Linked DNA regions of Mus musculus: regions 2, 3, 4, 5, 6 and 7 are each linked to region 1. Evidence: chromatin contacts called from public HiChIP or PLAC-seq and promoter capture Hi-C data. All regions are on one chromosome and are shown on one strand. Each heading gives the region's core, a stretch centred on a gene start, on an enhancer-like site or on the middle of the called end of the contact. The rest is flanking DNA. Distances are from core to core; before and after follow the strand shown. Region 1 holds the start of Rassf2 (Ras association (RalGDS/AF-6) domain family member 2). Region 2 holds the start of Lrrn4 (leucine rich repeat neuronal 4). Region 3 holds the start of Crls1 (cardiolipin synthase 1). Region 4 holds the start of Mavs (mitochondrial antiviral signaling protein). Region 5 holds the start of Mcm8 (minichromosome maintenance 8 homologous recombination repair factor). Region 6 holds the start of Pank2 (pantothenate kinase 2). Region 7 holds the start of Shld1 (shieldin complex subunit 1).

The links. Promoter capture Hi-C pulls out the DNA fragments that hold promoters and counts their contacts. HiChIP or PLAC-seq counts read pairs in DNA pulled down with a chosen protein or histone mark.
Region 2: a promoter capture Hi-C map of pre-B cells shows a contact between it and region 1, with 2.9 times the contacts expected there. The contact joins the promoter of Lrrn4 here to the promoter of Rassf2 in region 1. A contact is called at or near these places in 1 of 39 promoter capture datasets (pre-B cells) and 1 of 484 Hi-C or Micro-C datasets (embryonic stem cells).
Region 3: a contact with region 1 is called in a promoter capture Hi-C map of pre-B cells, with 2.3 times the contacts expected there. The contact joins the promoter of Crls1 here to the promoter of Rassf2 in region 1. A contact is called at or near these places in 2 of 39 promoter capture datasets (the HPC-7 cell line and pre-B cells), 1 of 115 datasets of contacts at active chromatin or transcription factors (microglia) and 2 of 9 other capture datasets (embryonic stem cells and liver).
Region 4: a contact with region 1 is called in a promoter capture Hi-C map of hippocampal neurons, with 3 times the contacts expected there. The contact joins the promoter of Mavs here to the promoter of Rassf2 in region 1. A contact is called at or near these places in 1 of 39 promoter capture datasets (hippocampal neurons) and 1 of 115 datasets of contacts at active chromatin or transcription factors (bone marrow-derived macrophages).
Region 5: a promoter capture Hi-C map of pre-B cells shows a contact between it and region 1, with 2.5 times the contacts expected there. The contact joins the promoter of Mcm8 here to the promoter of Rassf2 in region 1. A contact is called at or near these places in 1 of 39 promoter capture datasets (pre-B cells), 1 of 484 Hi-C or Micro-C datasets (pre-B cells), 1 of 115 datasets of contacts at active chromatin or transcription factors (extraembryonic endoderm stem cells) and 1 of 9 other capture datasets (liver).
Region 6: an H3K27ac HiChIP or PLAC-seq map of bone marrow-derived dendritic cells shows a contact between it and region 1, with 2.6 times the contacts expected there. The contact joins the promoter of Pank2 here to the promoter of Rassf2 in region 1. A contact is called at or near these places in 3 of 39 promoter capture datasets (hippocampal neurons, liver and pre-B cells) and 3 of 115 datasets of contacts at active chromatin or transcription factors (bone marrow-derived dendritic cells, memory CD8 T cells and stem cell-derived neural progenitor cells).
Region 7: a promoter capture Hi-C map of pre-B cells shows a contact between it and region 1, with 3 times the contacts expected there. The contact joins the promoter of Shld1 here to the promoter of Rassf2 in region 1. A contact is called at or near these places in 1 of 39 promoter capture datasets (pre-B cells), 1 of 484 Hi-C or Micro-C datasets (CD4 T cells) and 1 of 115 datasets of contacts at active chromatin or transcription factors (memory CD8 T cells).

What each region holds. Positions count from the first base shown.
Region 1 is chr2:132,028,699-132,031,343 of GRCm38.p6, forward strand. Rassf2 (Ras association (RalGDS/AF-6) domain family member 2) reads right to left here and starts at 1,290. Exons shown (of 11, transcript NM_175445.4): 1 at 1,053-1,290. It overlaps Gm31179 (a long non-coding RNA gene), which reads left to right and starts at 1,753. Exons shown (of 3, transcript XR_374996.3): 1 at 1,753-2,353.
Region 2 is chr2:132,879,551-132,882,195 of GRCm38.p6, forward strand. It overlaps Lrrn4 (leucine rich repeat neuronal 4), which reads right to left and starts at 1,312. Exons shown (of 5, transcript NM_177303.4): 1 at 1,244-1,312; 2 at 1-365. The coding sequence starts at 345.
Region 3 is chr2:132,845,356-132,848,000 of GRCm38.p6, forward strand. Crls1 (cardiolipin synthase 1) reads left to right here and starts at 1,311. Exons shown (of 7, transcript NM_001024385.1): 1 at 1,311-1,770. The coding sequence starts at 1,462.
Region 4 is chr2:131,232,707-131,235,351 of GRCm38.p6, forward strand. Mavs (mitochondrial antiviral signaling protein) reads left to right here and starts at 1,357. Exons shown (of 7, transcript NM_001206385.1): 1 at 1,357-1,421.
Region 5 is chr2:132,814,821-132,817,465 of GRCm38.p6, forward strand. It overlaps Mcm8 (minichromosome maintenance 8 homologous recombination repair factor), which reads left to right and starts at 1,321. Exons shown (of 19, transcript NM_001291054.1): 1 at 1,321-1,645; 2 at 2,254-2,425. The coding sequence starts at 2,278. Trmt6 (tRNA methyltransferase 6) reads right to left here and starts at 1,234. Exons shown (of 11, transcript NM_175113.3): 1 at 984-1,234. The coding sequence starts at 1,114.
Region 6 is chr2:131,261,143-131,263,787 of GRCm38.p6, forward strand. It overlaps Pank2 (pantothenate kinase 2), which reads left to right and starts at 1,358. Exons shown (of 7, transcript NM_153501.2): 1 at 1,358-1,673. The coding sequence starts at 1,427.
Region 7 is chr2:132,685,607-132,688,251 of GRCm38.p6, forward strand. It overlaps Shld1 (shieldin complex subunit 1), which reads left to right and starts at 1,325. Exons shown (of 3, transcript NM_001358260.1): 1 at 1,325-1,375.

The DNA of each region.
Region 1 (2,645 bases), core at 40-2,539:
TTCCTCATTTACGTGCTCTTCAAAGATATCCCCTGGCTGAATCTGCCGGCTATCTTTTGAGAACCGTGACCCTAATTTTTTTCTTCCCACTGTCCCAGGGCCATTTACCGCAGGGACAGAGCCGGCTCTGACAAATTGTCATTTGTCCACCGCTTCCTCTTACAGGAATCCTCCACTTGCTTACCGTAACCCCTGGCCTCTGCTCTCAGGAAGAATCGTTTCTAATGCCCTGGTTTTCCAGACTCTTGGGACTAAAGCGCGCGCAGCATTGAGAAGCCTCGTGCTGAGCTTGCCACTGAAGCACAGTGGCTATCTGTCCAGTGGCTGTTCCAAATCTGCCCCTGTCGGGACTCCACCATTCTGCTGCCTCCCAGGGCGCACTCGGAGATAAAGCTGGGTGCAGAGTAAGCGCTCTAATACACGAGTGGCCAGGCCGTCTTTTGAAAGCACCTGCCTAGCTCGGTCTCCAGCGACCTCAGGCACAAGCTCCGGAAGGGACAAGAAACCCGGGAGGGGGAAGTGCGCCGAGCACCGCGCGCTCTTAAACTCTGAAACCCAAAGGGAACTGGGTTCGCCGCGGGTTGGAGATGTGGTCCCCGCCCGGGGAGCCAGAGTGCGCACAACAGTCCGACCCTCCCCTAAGCTCTACAGGCCTGCACCTGCTATCTCGCTTCACCTCTCCAGGGAGTTCGGGGACACCCTGCTCTGGGGATGGGGGCAATTTCCTGCCACTGCACTTAGTGTCGACCTCAGAAAAGATCTTAAGGGGTCAGAGCCGCAGCATGAGCTCCAGGCCACAACTTTCTACCCGGGGAAAAGGAGTGGGCTGGGGCGCCCGCCTGCGCTGCTTCTGGGGCAGCCCGCATATCTAAGCCCACCTTGTGGCTTGGGTGGCAAAAGGGGACAGGGAAGAGTCAGGGACCGGACCAGGCTGGCCACGGGCCACTGAGGGAAAACTTTGAGCTGGGTAGAGGGAAAGAGGACCACCAGCACCTTGCGCCCGCATCCTGTGCCAGTACCCGGCTCTTCGAGCCCCGCGCCCTGTGTCTTGCCTGTCTCCCGGACCATCTGCATCCGCTCTCGCCGCAGGGGTTGGAAAGTGGGGGCGCCGCTGCGGGGGTGGGGGTGCTCCAGCGTGCTTGGCCAGTGATCCGCGGGACCCGCTCGCTTGGGCCGGCCTGGGCGGCGACAGTGCGGTTGAGGGCGGGCGCCCCGCCCACCTGGCCCCTCCGCCCCGCCTCCCCGAGCTCTGCCTTTATCTGCCGATCCTTGACCAACCCACCCGCCACCCTGCAGTTCTCTCCCCACCCCTCTTCTCTTGCCTTTCTTTCCCTTCTCCCCCTCCCTCCCCTCTAGGGGGCGGAGCTTCTCCCCTCCCTTCAAGACAGACAATGCTGTGGCTTCGCGTCGCCTCCTCCCTTCATCTCTACCCCCCCCCTCCCCGCGTACCCCCACCCCACCTCGCGCGGGCTGCCAGCGTTTCTTCTCAGCAGGCCAGAGTGCATGAGGAGGAGGAGGCGGAGAGCGTGGGTGGAGGGAATAAGGTGCTGCCTCTCACCCCATCGCGCCTGCCCTCTCCAAGCCACGCCGAGATTTAGCCCAAGCTCTTCAGTTCGCCTGGCTCTGTGACAGTCACTCCCAGGGAGCAGCCCGCCTAGAGAATGCAGATTTCCTAGCAGAGGATGTGCAGTTGGTGGAGTTGGGTGGTGGTTCTTTCTAACACCCGGGTTTGTTCCCAAAAGGGTTTGAGTTGCCAAAGGGCTAAGTGGGCCCCTTCGACTCGGCAGGCCGGCAGACGTGACGGCAATGTGAAGGAAGTCAAGTTTCTTTGTCCATTCCTCACCTCCTCCTCCTCTCCATCCTTAGACCTCCGAGGAACTCTAGTGTATAGGAGGGAGCACCCAGCTACGGATTCTATACCCTCTAACCATAATTCTTCGTTTACATATGCCCGACCTTGCAGTTGGTCCCCAAACCAAAGGGGAAGGGAATCTAACGGTTAAAGAAAGGGCAGCCAAGCCTCCAAAGTGCATCCCATCTGCCTGGAAGCCAGATATTCTCTTTTAAACTCATTGTTTGGATCTTGGAATGTGTCTCCCATAGAAACAATGTTATAAACGGCTATCCGTTCCCAGACCAGCCAGCCTCAAATGTGCGGAGGCCAAAGCGCAGCTGCGGGGTGGTGCTGGAAATGTCCCACAACACTGAACAAGAAGGCTACTGATCGGCTTTTTCTACTGTGAAAGGGGAGGGGGGTGTTAGGGAGATAAATGCATCTAGTTCTTTCCCCTTGAGCTATAAACACAAACCGGGTCCATTAATTTCTTTCACTGGAGCCATTACTGTGTTTCAGGTAAGCTGCTTTCCTTCGCAGCCTTTCTCAAGCTAGATTTGCAGGGTGAGCTGAGGAACTCTCCAGGAAACCTTCTCCAAGGGAATCTTTCTTCTCTTCTAACCTGGCCTTCCGTGACCTCAGAAACAGGACAAAGGGCAGCCATGACTCCTAACAGCAGGGCTCTGGTTTTGCTATTGAAGAAGTCTGTGAGATGCTGCTAGAATTCTTCAGTTCTAGCCCAGCCTCTCAGGAGAGCCGCTCCCTGGCTCCCCTGGCTCGCGTTGAGTCAAATGGTCATCTTATAACCAAT
Region 2 (2,645 bases), core at 62-2,561, 850 kb after region 1:
GTGGTGCAGCGTGAGTACGCGCAGCTCGGGCAGGCGGCCGAGCACAGGCTCGCTAAGGGCGCGCAGCAGGTTGTGGCTGCCATCGAGGCTGCGCAGCGTGCGCGGCAGGCAGCTAGGCAGGCTCTCCAGGCTGCGGTTCGCCAAGTTCAGAGTGGTGACTCCCGCGGCGGGGAGTCCTACACAGAGAGAGTCGGTAGGGTGGCGGTCGAGGCTGTCCCAGTCTCCCTGCTGAGTGAGTCGGAAGAGGGGGATCCGGTCCTGGGAGATCCTTTCCAGGCTCTGGCTCTGCGCCATCAGCAGTTGTAGCAGGAGCTGCAGCAGCTGCAGCATCAGCGTCCACCGCATGTCAAGTCTCTAGGGAAAGACTACAGAGGGCCCATGGTTTCAGAGGAAGCCCCGAACGAAAGGCACACAAAGTTCCTGTAGTGTGTGTGTGTGTCCGGGGAGGAAGTAACCCCCACCCTCATCCCCACCCTCACCCTCGTCCCCACCCCCACCTCGTTTCTGTCAGTGAGCAGGTGGAGACGAGCGTTTTCCTCATCTCTGGTGCAAGATCCATCACACACCTGCTTGTCCTTGCTTTTCCAGCAGGAGTCTTCCCTGTCTTTTCCATGCCTGGCCTGACTCTTCCAAGACCCCCGCCCTCATGCTTCCGTGTGCTCCTTCTCTGAGTTTTCGAGAGAAGGTTGTTTTCTCTTCCTCTGTAACACCCCCCCCCCCACTTCCCCCACCCCAGGTTAAGCAGCTTCGTTCTAACCGTGAACACATCCAGACTAAACCTCTGCTGAGATTAAAAGTATGGACTCAAGGAAGATTTAGTTGTACCTAGAAACCATCATCTGGCTAACTTTTCATAATACAAGGGTCCTGCCACTTCTGGTGTCTCTTTCTTAAGAGAAGCTCAGGGTTGCCTTCAGAAGAAGATAGGAGCCCTAGACACCCGCAAGATTTGGGATCCTGGTCCCAGATAGGTTCTAACAGAAGCCAGCACTGGGTGTCAGCCCTTTGCAGGAGGGATTGATTGCCCAGCCCTGTTAGCTGTGCAGGGCAGGAAGTCACTGTCTGATAGCCCACATTACTGCAGATTCCCACCCTGGCTCCCTGCTGAACACTGATATGAACAGTGAGCCACCATTAAGGCTCCTAGGGCAAGGCTCCCCTCTTAGTAGGGAGTTAAAGTGATGAGAACGTTGCTGGGAATTGGAGCCAGGTGCTAATGTATCCTGTAGTATGCCATACTTACCAGGCAGCTGTCCCAGTGGGATGTGGCGCGCCCTTTTAGGTCCTCAGTCTTTGGAATACTGTAGGAACCAGTGACCTCCCGGGTCAGCTCTGAATGTCAGAGGGAAGAAGCCAGGTTCCCGGCTGCCCCTCCTCCAGCTCCATCCAGGAGGAGCTTGAGACACTCCTGCCCCGAAGCCCCTCCTTCCCCACCAAGAATTCTGTTGTTTTCTATCCCCCTTCCTCCCTCTCGCCTCAGGCCTCTCTTTCCATAGACCTGGCATTCCCAGCTCCAGCCCCACCCCCACTCCTCCCCGTCCTCTTTCTTTGCTAAACTTCTCCCAAGCTTGAGAAAAGAAGCCAGCAGGAAGAGCAGTACTCAGTAAAGCAGCACGCTCACCTCACAGGAATCTTAGTCTCCCTTCTAGGTGATTCCAGCCATCCCAGGCCCACCAGGACGACTGGGAGCATGCTGGGCTATTGTCCTCAGTTCTTTGTATATAGACCCTGGGACCAGAGCCTCCAGTTTTTCCCCCTGTCAGCGCTTATCTTTGGGCATCTCTGAGAAGTCCCAGGAACCTTTCAAACTGGTCTGATGAGATTACTAGTCCCTGGTGGTTTCATTTGATGTCCTCTTTATGCAGTGTCTCAAAGATAAGTGTTTCGGTCTAGGCTGGCTGAGACCTGGTTAGAAGCATTCCTCGGCCTGAGCCAGGTTAAGGGGAGTCTGCTCAGTGCTCTCTGTAGGGAAGCGGCCAGGAGGTCTGGGTCCTGGCCCTGGTGGTAGAAACCCGACACCACTGGTTGATCAGGGAGGGAGGGATGGGTGAGAGGGAGGTGTAGAAGACCAGGAAAAGATGGAAAAGGGAAGGGGATGGAGACTGGCTCCTGTGGCCCAGCCATGAAATCCTCAATGCTTTGGACAGAGTTGCATACCCAAGAATCAAAGCCTCAGACTTCTCTCAATATTAAATATGCTCTGTTCATCCTGGTCAAGCCATTGCCTCCACTGAAGTCAGCATGGGTAGCTGATTTCAGTTGGAGACACCAGATAAGAAGGACCAGAACCCATTAAAATATAAGTACCCTGTTTAGATAGACCACAAGGAGGAAAAGACGTTGTCTTAGTCAGGGTCACTGCTAGATCCCAGGTTCATAAGCATTCTCTCATCGAATCTTCTCAAGGTACTGCCCACAATCCCATGATAAGGAAACCAAAGTCCCGAGTTGACTGGGCTCTGGAGCAGATGATGGGTGAGCCATCTGGGTATTCTGAACCAAAAGGTGTTCTGTTGCTCTCAGTGGACCCAGTGTATTTCCTCGTAAGATAACCGTTCTTAGCTACTCAGATAAATCCATATCACTTAAGACACTAAAATATTTAGAAAGTCTCCTTTTGTCTATGAGCTGACTTCTTGGGCATA
Region 3 (2,645 bases), core at 61-2,560, 820 kb after region 1:
TGTATACAAGGGGATGACTAAGGCTAAGACTATATACAAGGGGATGTAACTCTAATTATGAACAGAAACTGACTTTGTTTTTGTTTTCGAGACAGATTTTCTCTGTGTAGCCCTTGCTGACCTGGAATTTACAGATATCTATCAGCCTCTGCCTCCCAAGTGCTGGGATTAAAGGCATGCACCACGGCCACCTGGATTTATCTTTTTACTTCTTTTTCTCTTTGTTTCATACCACTGCTTAGATTTTTCTTCTCTTTTCCTCTTCTTTCCTTTTCTTCATTTTTCTTTCTTCCTTTTTTAATTAAAAAGAAAAGTCTAGGCCTCTCGCAAAAACCAAAACAAAATAAAGATGATCTTGATAAAAAGCTCCTTAAGACTACAATCCTTAGCCGGGCGTGGTGGTGCACGCCTTTAATCCCAGCATTCGGGAGGCAGAGGCAGGCGGATTTCTGAGTTCGAGGCCAGCCTGGTCTACAGAGTGAGTTCCAGGACAGCCAGAGCTACACAAAGAAACCCTGTCTTGGAAAAAAAAAAAAAAAAGACTACAATCGTCAAATGTGATGTGGGCTTTACGAACAACTTCCAGGTGAGTGTGTGCCATCACAGACTGGGCTGAAGAACAGTGGAAAGACTGCAAGACATCACCACGTGGTGACCTTTCACTGGTTTGGTTCTTGCCCGACCTGGATTCAAGGCCCTGGGTTCAAGCTCAAATCTATAACAAAATGGTAGGTTAGGTAAGGTTATAACAGTGAACTGATTTGTTTCTAATTCAGACTTAGAATAAGCAGGTTTCTCCTGTCCACGGGCTTCTGTACCTGTAAAAGTAAAGGCAAATACAGAAGGCATGTTAGAGTTGTTGAGAGGATAAATAATGACACTATAACGCATACAGTAAGCACTTCCCAAGTAAACAATTAGTGATTGCTATTATTGACATTTCCCTTTGCTCTATTCATATGCATTTAGTGCTAAGGAAGCAGAGTAGGTACTTAACTACTTTGATGCCAACACTAATGCTTTACATCTCCAGTGATAATACAGAGCCATGCACACCAGCGGGCCACTTGGCATCAGGCAGGCCTGATATAAGTGGCTTCCTGTGGCCACGTGGCACTCGCTCTTGGTCTTCCCTACCTGTCATTCTTCTTAGCCTGCAGGCACTAGCGGCTCTACTCACTAGTCAGGTCTTCCTAACCTGCGGGCCTTAGCTGTTCGTGCTCGCCGCTGCCGCGCGGGGGCGCCGGTGAGCAGAGCGGCTGGGTGTCGTGAAAACGTCGTGAAAGCTGACTCCCTTGGCGGTTCAGGCCACCTGTATAAGCGGAAAGTGCCAGAGTGTAGAAATTAGTATGGAGCTGTCCATACGGCCTCGGCACCGCTCGACTTCTCTAGAGAAGCTGGCAGCCGGTGCCAGGGGCGTCTGAGTTCTCGACTCTTGGACTCCGTGGAGGCCACACGGCCATGTTGGCTTGGCGCGTGGCGCGCGGCGCGTGGGGCCCTCTTCGCGTGGCCCTCCGGCCTCCGGGGGCGCGGCTCGGCAGGGGCGGCTCCCGCAGGGCCCTGCTGCCGCCCGCGGCCTGCTGCCTCGGCTGCCTGGCTGAGCGCTGGCGGCTGCGGCCGGCCGCGTTCGCCTTGCGGCTGCCCGGCGCCGGCCCGCGGACCCACTGCTCGGGCGCGGGGAAGGCAGCCCCGGAGCCCGCCGCCGGAGGAGGAGGTGCCGCCGCGCAGGCCCCCAGCGCCCGATGGGTCCCGGCGAGCGCCGCCAGCTCGGTACGTGCGAGGGAGGGTCGGCGGGACGCAGGTGACGGGCTCGGCGCTCTGTCGCGACACTCACCCGGTGTTCTGGGAAGTTACGGGCAGCCAGGGCGTTCGATCTTGGTGAACTTCAGGGGTCCCCCGCCGGGTACAGTCTCTGGCCAAGTTGAAACCCACTGTAATCCCCTTGTGTGCACACCCGTTGCTGGGAGGTGTGTCTACACGTTGCATAGGTAAAAACAACCATCGCTCGTCTAGTTAATCTGTTTTTAATTTTTTGAAGTGAATCTTCAGGGTTAAGTTCGGCGGAACCATAAGAACGGCCCTTCTGTCCGTTTGTGCAGATTACATCATCCTTTGGTCTTTAGCAGTATCACGGAGGATAATTATCTGGCTTAGGTTGTAATGAAAAGATCTTTCAACTTTGTATTATAGAAAGCTTCAGACTATTCTTGACGTAACAGAAGGATTTGTTCACCTTGCCTGGTAAGATAACTTCCCAAGCAGGTGACACCAGAGCATGAGTGTGGCCCAGCTTTTGATGTCATGTTAGCAAGTCCATGCAATTATTACATCTTCAATTGTTAGGTCTTCAGCGGCCACTGTACTGCCCTGCTCTCCTCAGTTACACAGCATGGGCTGAGGTGGCCACACCCCGGCAGGGGTCACAGCTTCAGGCCTAGCTTTAAAACTCTTGGAGATTGAACGCCGCCGGATGCTTTGAAGTTGCCCTCAACCTGGCTGAAGCCCTTCCCAGCACAGTTGGCCGAGTATGCCACAGGTTATCTGGTTGGGTAATTTGAGATTAAGCTTTGTCGACTTTCACAAATGTCCAAATGTAATAACTAGATATTAATGAGCTTTTTGTAGGGTTTTGTTTTTCGAGACAG
Region 4 (2,645 bases), core at 107-2,606, 800 kb before region 1:
TGGGTGTGGCCTTGTTGAAGAAATTCAGAAGCTCCACCTAGGCTCAGTGACTTGCTCTTCCTTCTTGCTGCCTGAGGATGCAGAGGCAGAACTCTCCGCCCCTCTACAGCACCATGTCTGCCTGCTATGGTGCCTACTTCACCTTGCTTCCTGCCATGACCACATTGAACTAAACCTCTGTACTGTAAGCAAATGCCAATTAAATTTTCTAAGAGTTGCCATGCTCATGATGTCTCTTCATAGCAACGGGAACCCTAACTAAAACAAACAGTAATAAAATCTAATTTCATTCAAAGAGTTCCAGCATGGTGGCAGCTCTAACCTCAGTGCTCCCTTAGGCTTGTCTTTAAAACTGTATTAGATAGGAGATTATAGCATTAAGTATGTCATTGATGCATTTTTCAGCTTTTTTCCTGTTTTATATTTATGATGGGAGGGGTGATAAATGCCAATGCTTTTTGGAGTTAGTTCTCTTTCCATTATGCAGATTACAGTGGTCAGACTCAGATCTCTGGCTTGGCAAAAAGTGCCCTTACCTGCTGAGCCATCTCACCAGCCCCAGTTGATATATTTTTACATGTGCTCCAGCTGCGTACTCTCCACCTACATCGAGTTATAAGACATTTCTACCATCTAGCCGTGCTGAGGTAACTGATTTCTTTTTAACTATGTTCGTTTTTTACTTCTGGTTGAAAGAATTGACTGGAAGCGAAAAGCTTTCGTTCCTTTGTCTCTGTAAGCCAGTGGAGGTCAGAGGAGTCGGGTTACCCTGGTGTTGGAGCTATAAGCGGTTGTAGCTTGGTGCATATCCCCAGATAGATGCAGTCTTTTGCTGCATCCTGTTCCTACCAGCCCAGCTGGTGTCATCTGGCTAGGCACTCATGTCCCTATGACATTTTGTGCGACACTACGTTTATGGAGCACTGGAGACATAGGAGCAGATCACATGAAGACCCTCTCTCCTCCAGTACTTGGCTAGAAGATCTGCTTTGCCTGAGGAATGGAACGGAATCTAAGAACTGCAGTTTTCTGGGTATCTGGACTTCCCCTGAAAAGTGTTCTAGACTAAGCAGGAAGAAACAATCTCCCTAATGCACCTGCAGGAAATCAGAAGAGACCTCAAGCAAGGCCTGCGGGGCACCAGCCGCTAGACCAGCCGCTCCGGAACATCAGGACTCATCCACTGGCCCTGCGACCGGCCTAGCTCAGCTCCGCCCAGGCATCCCCAGCCCAGCCAACAGCCGTACTTCCAACTCTATCACAGTCTGGCTCTGCCAGGCCAATGACTGCGCTTCCGATCCCGCCCCTCCTCCCCACGCCTGACCAATAGCTGCGTGGCTGGCTTCGTCCCGCCCCCTTCATCTGCGAGGGCTCTGCACAGTCGAACGCGGTCAACCTGTTGCCTAGTCTGGTTTCTCTTGGTAAGTTTGCAGCCTGGGCGTCGGTGCTCAGGACTCTGTGTTCACTGAGATCCTTCAGGGAGGGAACCTTGGCTAGGGCCAGTTACGCCTGGGAGTCCGCATGGGCGCCCTGGGCCTGGGCGCGTGGGGTCGGAGAGGCTCCTGAACTAGGGGAGAATGAGGTCGGCCACACACGGATTCGCGACCCCGGCAGTTCCTTGATCCGCATCCAGCACCTTTAGCAAGCAGGTAGGTGGTGCCGAGAGTTTGCCCAGGCTGGACAGAAAGAACCTCGGAGTGCCCCCTGCTTCTCCCAGGCCCTGGTGACTCGAGCGAGGCCTGGCTACGAGCAACGACCTGTGGCAGCCGCGCCAGGGAGTAGGCCTGCCAGTCCGGGCTACGGCCTGATCCTGGATCTGGGCAGTTGCAGGCAATAACATCTGTTCAAAACAGCCTCCCTGCACTTGGAGACCTGAGTCCCGACAGGAATCTAGTCCGAGGCCAGGAGACTTGTCCCTCGGGAGTGTGGATATTTATTTCCACGACCCGGACAGAAGCTCTGTGGAAGTCAGGTCGGAAGCTTTGCTGTGTCCAGGACACTCTTGCCACCTCCCTTTCTGTTATAAGAAAGGGTCTGATATAAGAAAGAAGTTTGAGGAAAAGGATGAAATCAAAAGAAAGCAGAAAACAATGTTCTTTGGATACCGGGAAGCTTCAAAAACTTGAAGGGCATTCAGCCTCGATCTCAGAACTCAGGTGAATGTCAGTAAGGGCAGCATTGATGCCAGTTGTGTCTGAGAGACTTTTATGTCTTCAAAGAGCCTAAATGCTGCATCTTCTCACCCTATAGTCACATCCCCAGGCAGTGACCTTGGTGTAAAGAGGGGCTTTGTGGTTTTCCTGCTGCAGGGACCTCTATGCTGTTAGGTCATGGCAACAAGTCTGGGTACAAATTCCACACTGCAGGTCAGCCGTGTAGCTTGGTATCACTTCCTCTCTTGTGATTGTGTTAAAGGACATAAGTAAAAGGACCTCAGGCTGCCTCTGTTAACAGAGAACCTTCGAGAAATGAATAACTGTGAGCTTCCTCTGCTTTTGGTGGGGCTCCATGCCACTCCCCGCCCCCAGGCTGCATTCAGAGTTGTGGTTGGACTGCAGAAAACCAATAATTTGACTCCCTCATCGTCACATCTTTCTAGGTGACCTGGGAAAGGGGGAGGAAGGGTTTCATCAGGCTGGCCTCTA
Region 5 (2,645 bases), core at 71-2,570, 790 kb after region 1:
AATTGGCTGTAACGCCAACTCCAGGAAATACAAAGCATTTGGCCACTGAGCGCACAGGAATTCACATACTCAAGCCCACAAAAACACACACACACACACACACACACACACACACACCTTAAAACAATACTAGGTCGTTTTTTTGTTGGTTTTTTTTTTTTTTTTTGAGACTGGATTTCTCTGTGTAGCCCATCAAACAAACTAATTAACAAAAAGAGTACCTTTTAGAACTAAAGATACAGTATGTCTCCTTGGTAACAAAAAGGATCATCTAACAAAACACATTATAAAAAGGACATTCAAATGGTTGTATCAGAACATGAAGCAAGCTGAGTGTGGTGAAGCAAACCTGTAATCCCACCACTTGGGAGGCAGGAAAGTGTTTGCTTCAGCGGGCCATCAGCAAGCACCAGTATGTATACTGGGCTTAAGCTGGCCATGTACCTTGTAGTAAGTTCTCTTTTCTTACAGTAGACAGATTTTTCCCACTGGGATCCAGAGAATAAGACTGCCTACCTGCAAGCCATACTATGTGTAAGAGATCTTTCTTATCTCCCTTTTCTCTTACTGAGGAAGTTGGATTTATGAAGAAAGTGGGGAGCTGGGAAGAGAGTCAGACATAAGAGATACGAATGTGAAAGGTTGGATAAATTCTGTAAGACTAGTGAGGCTCTTCCCCCGCCCCCCAAGAATCCTCGGGAAAGCACCCTCCTGAGTGGGAGTATCAAGAATGGAATTCTTGGGAAGAGAATTTGGCGCAGAAGGTAGAATAGAAAGTTGGGGAATGAAAGGTAGAGGCGAGTACTGTACCCGTAAGCCAAGGATGCGGCAGGATCCCGGTGGGAAGGCCTCAGTGATAGGAAGACCTGAGTGGTAGCAATAAGGGCTGGGGAGCGGGATTCAAAGAGCCAAGAATGGGGCACAGGAGGGAGTGATTATCCGGGTGGTGGTGCGCGCTGCCCAAGGCCAGCAACCAGACTCACTTTCTCCGCTGGACTTGCACTGCTTTGAACACATCTTCTCGCTTCAGCACCACGAAGTCACCGTCATGGATGCAGTGGTCCCCGAGAGGCGGGGGCGGTGAGCTCGGCTGCTCCGCAGCTGATGCCTCCATGGAAGCCAGGTAAATTTCAACCTCCGTTTTTGCTCCAGCCGCTAGGAGCCCGGCACGACCAGGAGGGACCTGCGTCTCCGCCGGCACCGCCCCCACGTGCTGCACGCCGCTTCCGCTTTCCGGTCCGGACCTCGGGACGGCTTCCGGAAGCCTGGCGACTTCCGTCTCTCTGAACTCTTTGATTGGCTACACTTCATCCCGCCCCCTAGTCGCGTGGCTTCCTTAAGCAGAAGCGCGTCATAGACGCGCCAAAAAAGAACTTCAAGCGAGGTCCGAGTTTGCCTTCTGGGCTTGTGCTCGGCCTTCCCCGCCCTGCGTCTGGCGTTCTGGCGCGCAGTGACGCGGGCACCGGGCGGCTCCGGAGACGGAGTGTCCGCGGAGCCCTGCGTGAGAGTGTATACGGCTTACGGCTCTGTCGCAGGCTCCGGGGCTCCTGAAAGCAGGACGCGAGGAAGACGGGGAGTCAGGGATTGCGTACGACTTTTCTCAGGCTGCTTCCCTATGTAGATGTTGGAATCGCCACCGTTCTCAGTATGTTATCCTGTTGGATCGATGTGGAACGTAGTGTTGCGATGGAATGTCTCATCCTGAGGATCCTGAAGACTTGAGCTTTTATCACAGGGCTATCACAAGCAACCTTGATTATTATTAGTTTGCATACTTGCGAATCTTTTATTTATTAAAACCTCTTAGGGTTAGAACAGGTTCTCCTAATGAATTACAGCACAGCGTATGAATCTATCAATAGTTTGTATCTGTGGGATAGGAATTTTTAAGTGGAGTTACTTTCTTTTGGAACAGTTTTAGGACAGCCTGCCACAGAAAGTAATACAGCGAAGATTGGGCTATGTTATTTCCCTAGTATCGTACTGGTGAGGATTATTTTCAGCCAATACTGCCCAATATTAGTTCCACACAGAAAACCGGTTCAAGTTAACTCCTTGATTTCTCTCTTGGTGGTTTGTTGAAAACTGGTATTGAATAAATGTCTATGGTGTACCTTAATCATGATGGAGATTAAAAGAATTAACTATACAACACATAAGGTTTATACTGCAGCATGGAACTTTGCAAGCCTAAGTGCTGGTCTTAAACACAGTACATTAATCCCCCCCTTACTATGTTAATACATTTTTTAGGAGTGCTCTTGACTTGTGGAAGACATGAGTGGTGCTTATAGAGGCAGAGGTTTTGGACGAGGAAGATTCCAAAGCTGGAAAAGAGGAAGAGGTGGTGGGAACTTCTCAGGAAGGTGGAGAGAAAGAGAAAACAGAGTTGACCTGAATGAAGCTTCAGGAAAGCACGCTTCTGGTACGTGCACGCAGGGATCGATATGTTTTCTCTCGGGAAAGAGACAATTCAAGGGCCGGTAGATGCCAGAGTAGGTAAGGGGGACTGCTGCCAAGTGAGGACCCTCAGGTCCCTGGAACCTACATGGTGGAAGGAGAAAACTGACTCCATAAGCTGCCCTCTGACCTCCACATATGCACTATGGCATGTGTGGGCCTACTAGTGTGCACAGGCAACATAA
Region 6 (2,645 bases), core at 108-2,607, 770 kb before region 1:
GAATGGCCAGAAGTTACAGAGGGTTGTGAGCCATGTGGAAGCTGGGAATTGATTCCTGGTCTTCTGAAGAGCAGTCCTACTCTGTTATGGGCATTCCTGATTTTTGTTAGATCCAGTGTGTGTGTGTGTGTGTGTGTGTGTGTGTGTGTGTGTGTTCCTGCGGAAGCTGGAATTTCAAGTTAGGAAATAAGGTTTCCAGAGTTAATTCTACACTGTGGGGTACTAGTTTGGAGCAAGTATGGGAGTGTTTTTCAGCATTCACAAGAGAAGCTCAGGCCGGAACTATTAGTGAGGGAGTAAGTTAGAAGGTAAGAGGGCTGTTATTCAAGGGACATTATCTCCTCCCAAGAAAGGTACTTAGGAAATTGTGAGAAAGCCTCAGTCACTTAAAATTGAGGGACTGAGGGAATGCTTCAGGGGTATATCTGGGTGGGATATCAAGGGTTAGGGCACTTGGGAAGGGCAAACGATTTAAAAAAAAAATCCATCTTCTGTAAAAACCCAGGGGTCTGGAGCTATGGTTCAGTGATTAAGAGCATTTGCTGTTCTTGCAGAGGTCTGGGTTAGATTCCTGGGATCCATATGGGGAAATCCCTCGATTTCTTCTGCCCTCAGCGACCATCAGGCACACACCAGGGTCACAGACATACATGCATGAAAAATGCTCAAACACATTAAAGAAAAACAAACAAACAAAAACCCCAACAACAACAACAACCCCAACCAACCTAACTTCCAAGCCTTCATACTGCCTTCTTCAGGAAGGGGAGTAGGTGAAGGATTTAGAATCCACCTCCTCCCGCCAGTTGTCATGGAGACAAACCTCAGTCTTTTCATTCCTTCTGGTACTGGGAATGAAGTCATAGCACAAAGGAAGAGACGGTGCTTGTACTTTGTGGACTGTAGTGTGGCTCCTACTGCAGCTATAGAACCAGACCCGGGGACAAAGGCTAAGGTTAGTCGCAGCTCAGAGTCCTTCCTTCTGTTAACACTTCTCAGTAGCTTCGGGGGCTCTATTGGGCGGGAGGAAGGAGTGATTCGTGAACAGAGAAGAGATAGTAGACTCCCTGGAGTTCTAGGGAATAGGGGAGCAGCTTGGCCACCGCTCTCGCGGATGCACAAGAGAGGGCGCCCCTCACTCAAATCCTTTGGGCCCCTCCACGATCGCTCCCAGCCTGCGCTGACCCCGCCTTCATCCGTCCAGAGTGCCTGTCGTTGGATGGTGGCGCGGTCTCTTCGGCTGGAGTCTGGGAGCCTATTGGACAAGACCTCTGGAACCCGCCCCTAGCCAGCTCGGATTGGCTAGCTGCACGTTGGCGCAACGGAAAAGGCGGCAGCCGGCGTGCGCCTGCGCTCCAGCGGGCTGCGCGGAGGCGGCAAGGCGGCGCTGGGGGGCTGGCTCGGGCGGCAGCGGCGGCTGTTGCGGATGGGAGCGGGCCGGTTTGGCGCGCCTATGGAGCGCCAGGGCAGGGCTGCCGCCACCTCAGCCGCGGTCGGCGAGTCTGCGGACTCGGAAGCGCGGAGGCGGGACCCGCTGAGGCGCCGGGCGAGTAGCGCGGCGCCGTCGGGGTCCGGGGAGGCGGAGAGTGTGAGACGGGAGCGGCCCGGCTCTCTAGGCGGCTCCACCTCGGCCGGCCGCCCGCGCGCCGAAGGCCTCCGGAAGAGGCGGCCGCGTAAGTGCCCCGGCACGGCCGTCGTTGTTTGCGCGCCGGCGGTGCCCGCGCGAGGGCTCCCCGCCACTTCCTCCCTGTCCCCTGGGGTGTTCTTTTCCTGAGACTCCCTCTTTTTTTCTTGAGAAGGCTCCTCCTCTCCCAAGTCCCTTTGAATCATCCATCGCGCTCACAACTGAAGCCTTTTCTATGGTGATTAATTTGGAGGTTGCTAGAAAATGCCCCTGAGGCGCAGCAGGCCCAAAACTCGACTCTGGGCTCGATACGCTTCTAAGCTTTGCTCGGTTTTCTTCCCGAGAGAATTCAGGTCATCTCGCATCCAGAGGTTTTCCCCCGTTTCCCTTCCGTTAGTTCACGGGAATTCCGGTTTCAGCCATAGCATTCTGGGCAGTAAAGCCTTTTCTTTGGAAGGGAGTCGACCTGTTCCTCAGTTACTCTTAAGCCTAGGGAGTTACTCTTTTCAGAGAATCGGGTTCTCATTTTATTACCAATTTGTGTTTCTTGTCTTGTGTGTTTTCTCCCCTTTAAAGCCTTTAGGGCTGTTGTCTAGCATCCACGACTACTGCTGAAAGTGTCAATTGTCCTAATACTGTAATAGGAACTTTTCAGCATAGCTGTCTGTGTTTTACATGTGGTTAAGACCTGGATATCAGATTACGGTATGAGGAAGGTAAATGCTGAGTGCAGGCAGGCTATGAGAATTACGGGAAGTGGCTTGATGTGTGAGGTCTGTTGGATAGTCCGCGCCCAGCCCTACCTGCTCACCCCCACCCCAGTTGCTTTTATCGATGATTTGAGCGATTGGATGTAGCTCTGTTTTGCCATGGAAGGTTTGGAGGATGTATGTATGTATGTATGTTTAGTACTTTATATCACTATATGTATATATTTTTTTTTTCTTTTCTCGACTTGTAAGAGATTTTATAATACCAGCCACTTGGGAGGTGGAGGCAGAGGAATATGAAATTTAAGACC
Region 7 (2,645 bases), core at 75-2,574, 660 kb after region 1:
TATTTATTTATTTATTTATTTATTTATTTATTTATTTATTTATTTATTTATTTGAGACAGCGTTTTACTATCTATCTATGGCTGGCCTGGAATAGATAACTAGACTAGGATGGCCTTGAGTTCACAGAGAACAGCCTATTTCAGCCACTTGAGCAGTGGATTCTAAAGACATTTATCACCACAACTGGCTCAAGCACAACGCTTAAATATTTTAAAATATTTTCTGTGTGTATGCCTGGTGCCTTTGGAGGTTAGAAAAGGACAATGGGTTCTCTGGAACTGGGTTTAGAAAAGGATGTCAGCTGTCATGTAAACACTGGAAACTGAACCCAGGTCCTCTGGAAGAGCAGCCCATGTTCCTTACTGCTAAACCATCTCTCTAGCCCCTAAAGCAGTAATTTGAAAACATTCCTCTAACTTGCAGGACTCCTAATGTGTGGGGTCTCACCCAAAGGTAGGGATCTGGAGGGGCTGTAAATATACTGGACCCCTCAAGACTATGGTGGGGGAGAAAACCGTCCAATTAAACAGAATTGTTTTAGACTAGCTTTTTACAGTAGTAGGCCCAGTGGACAGAACCAAACTGGAATGGAATCTTTTGTGCTAAGTGCCACTTAAATGAACTTGAAACAAGCTTGCTTTCTCCATAGTTCTGCTCAACACAATCTCCTTTGTTTAAACCTATAAGGATAGTACCCTAGAACTTGGGCTTTTCATTCTCTTTCCATTTCTCCCATAAGAAAATATGGGACGTCTCCCCATAAGCAGATCCATGCTGCTCTAGAACTCTCCACTAGCTCTAGGCTGAGTTTGTTCTGGTTGTGTGCTTTCTTGAGAGGGGTGGAATTTGGGACCAAATTCCAGACACCGATTCACATGCTACGCCATATCCCCAGCCCCTCGAATTTTGTCTTTCAACAGTCAACCCTTTTGTTCTTTTGTGTGGTCCTGAAATTTTAGCCCGAATAGAATCCATGTAACAATATTAAATTATTCTTAATGCTGTCTGAGAGAATTTTGCTAGCCTAAAGCTCCTGATCGTCTTGCCTCACAACGTCCTCCCAAGGCCTCGGGTTCAGACTGTACTTCCAAGGCCAGTTTTCGTCTTATGTCCTTTTTAAGAGACTTTGCATGTTAACAGTTTCCCAGTTTCTTTGGAGTCGGACAAGGACACTTAGAGCAACTAAATATCCCAGATGACCGTCCTGCTGCAGGAGTTCAGGCAAATGCCCTCAGTTAAGATGGCCGCAGCTGACTTGCCTTGACCTTTTCTCGCCTCAGCAAAGACGGGTTCAACAACTTCCTTTTAAACTCTGCTTTTCCCATAACAAAGATGGAGCCAGCGCTTCCGGTTCCGGGCTCTTGCGGTCAGCCGGTGAGTGACACGGGGCTCTGAGAACCTCTGCCGGTTTTTCTGCCGTTCTGGAGGGCGGTGGGAAGGGAGCGGGGAAGCGAGGAGGGAGGGGGAGGAGCGGATGGTTTATTCCGCCGGTTTCCCTGGCACCTGCCCCGCCCCGCCCCTCCGCTCCAAGCTCCGCCCACTGCGCTCTTTTTACCTCGCTCTGGAATTAGTAGAGATCAGGATTAGTTCCAGTCAATTATTTATTTTGGTTTTGTTAAGGCTTTTATGGTTTTGGTTTGCATATATATATAGTCTCTCTACATAGCTATGGTTGTCCTGGAATTCACTATGTCGATCAGGCTGGCCTCGAACTTACAAATAGATCCTCCTTCCTATGCTGGCATTAAAGGCGTGGGCTACCAGGGGTCTATTATAATTTTAAACAGCAGTATTAGTAACTTGATGTTTCCATAAAAATCAAAAGTGTAAACTACAGTCTGTTTTGTACGTTAGCCTAATTGTGCACTTGTGATAACCCTGGACTGTTCTCATCACGCCAAGGAAAACTATTTATTGAGGAACACAGTCCAGAACCAGAGAGCTTCGCTCCGCCCACCACTTGCCCCTACCCCAGTCCTGGGCTATGACCAGAGTGCTGTCTGTCTCTAGGGTTGTTTAATTTGCATTGTATATAAACGGAATCAAAAAAGTATGTGGCTAGATTCTTGGGGCAGGGATTTGCAAAGCTTGTTTTGGGGACTTGAGAGAATTGCATTCCATGGATGACTTAACAATGCCTATCTTTATGGAATCGTATTGCATATTCTTATTTTTATGTTGAAAAGGACCTTCCTGTCTGTTTTCTGAATTTCTCCATCAATTGCCCATCAGTGTGATTCTACTTTGGGACTTACCTTTCTCTTTCACTTCTATGTCTTTGTGTCAATATTCTTGTCTTCATTCCAGGATCTCCATCACATCTGACTTGCACTATTTGTTTTGTTTTGTAGGGATAGTTTGGGCATTAGTAACATCATATTTTATTTTTTATTTTGTTATGTTTTATTTTAGTTTATTTTTAGGACAGGGTCTCACTATGTAGCTCTGGCTGGCCAGGAACTCACTATGTAGTTCAGTGGGCTCTAAACATACAGAGCTGGGCTTATGTCTGCTAGAACTAAAGGCATGGGCCACCACCCCTGCGAATAGCACCATCTTAAGATACTGGCTTCTGGTGCACGAACAAGGAAGGTCTTCCATTTCTTTAGTGCATATTTAACATCTTGTGCATATTTAATACAGC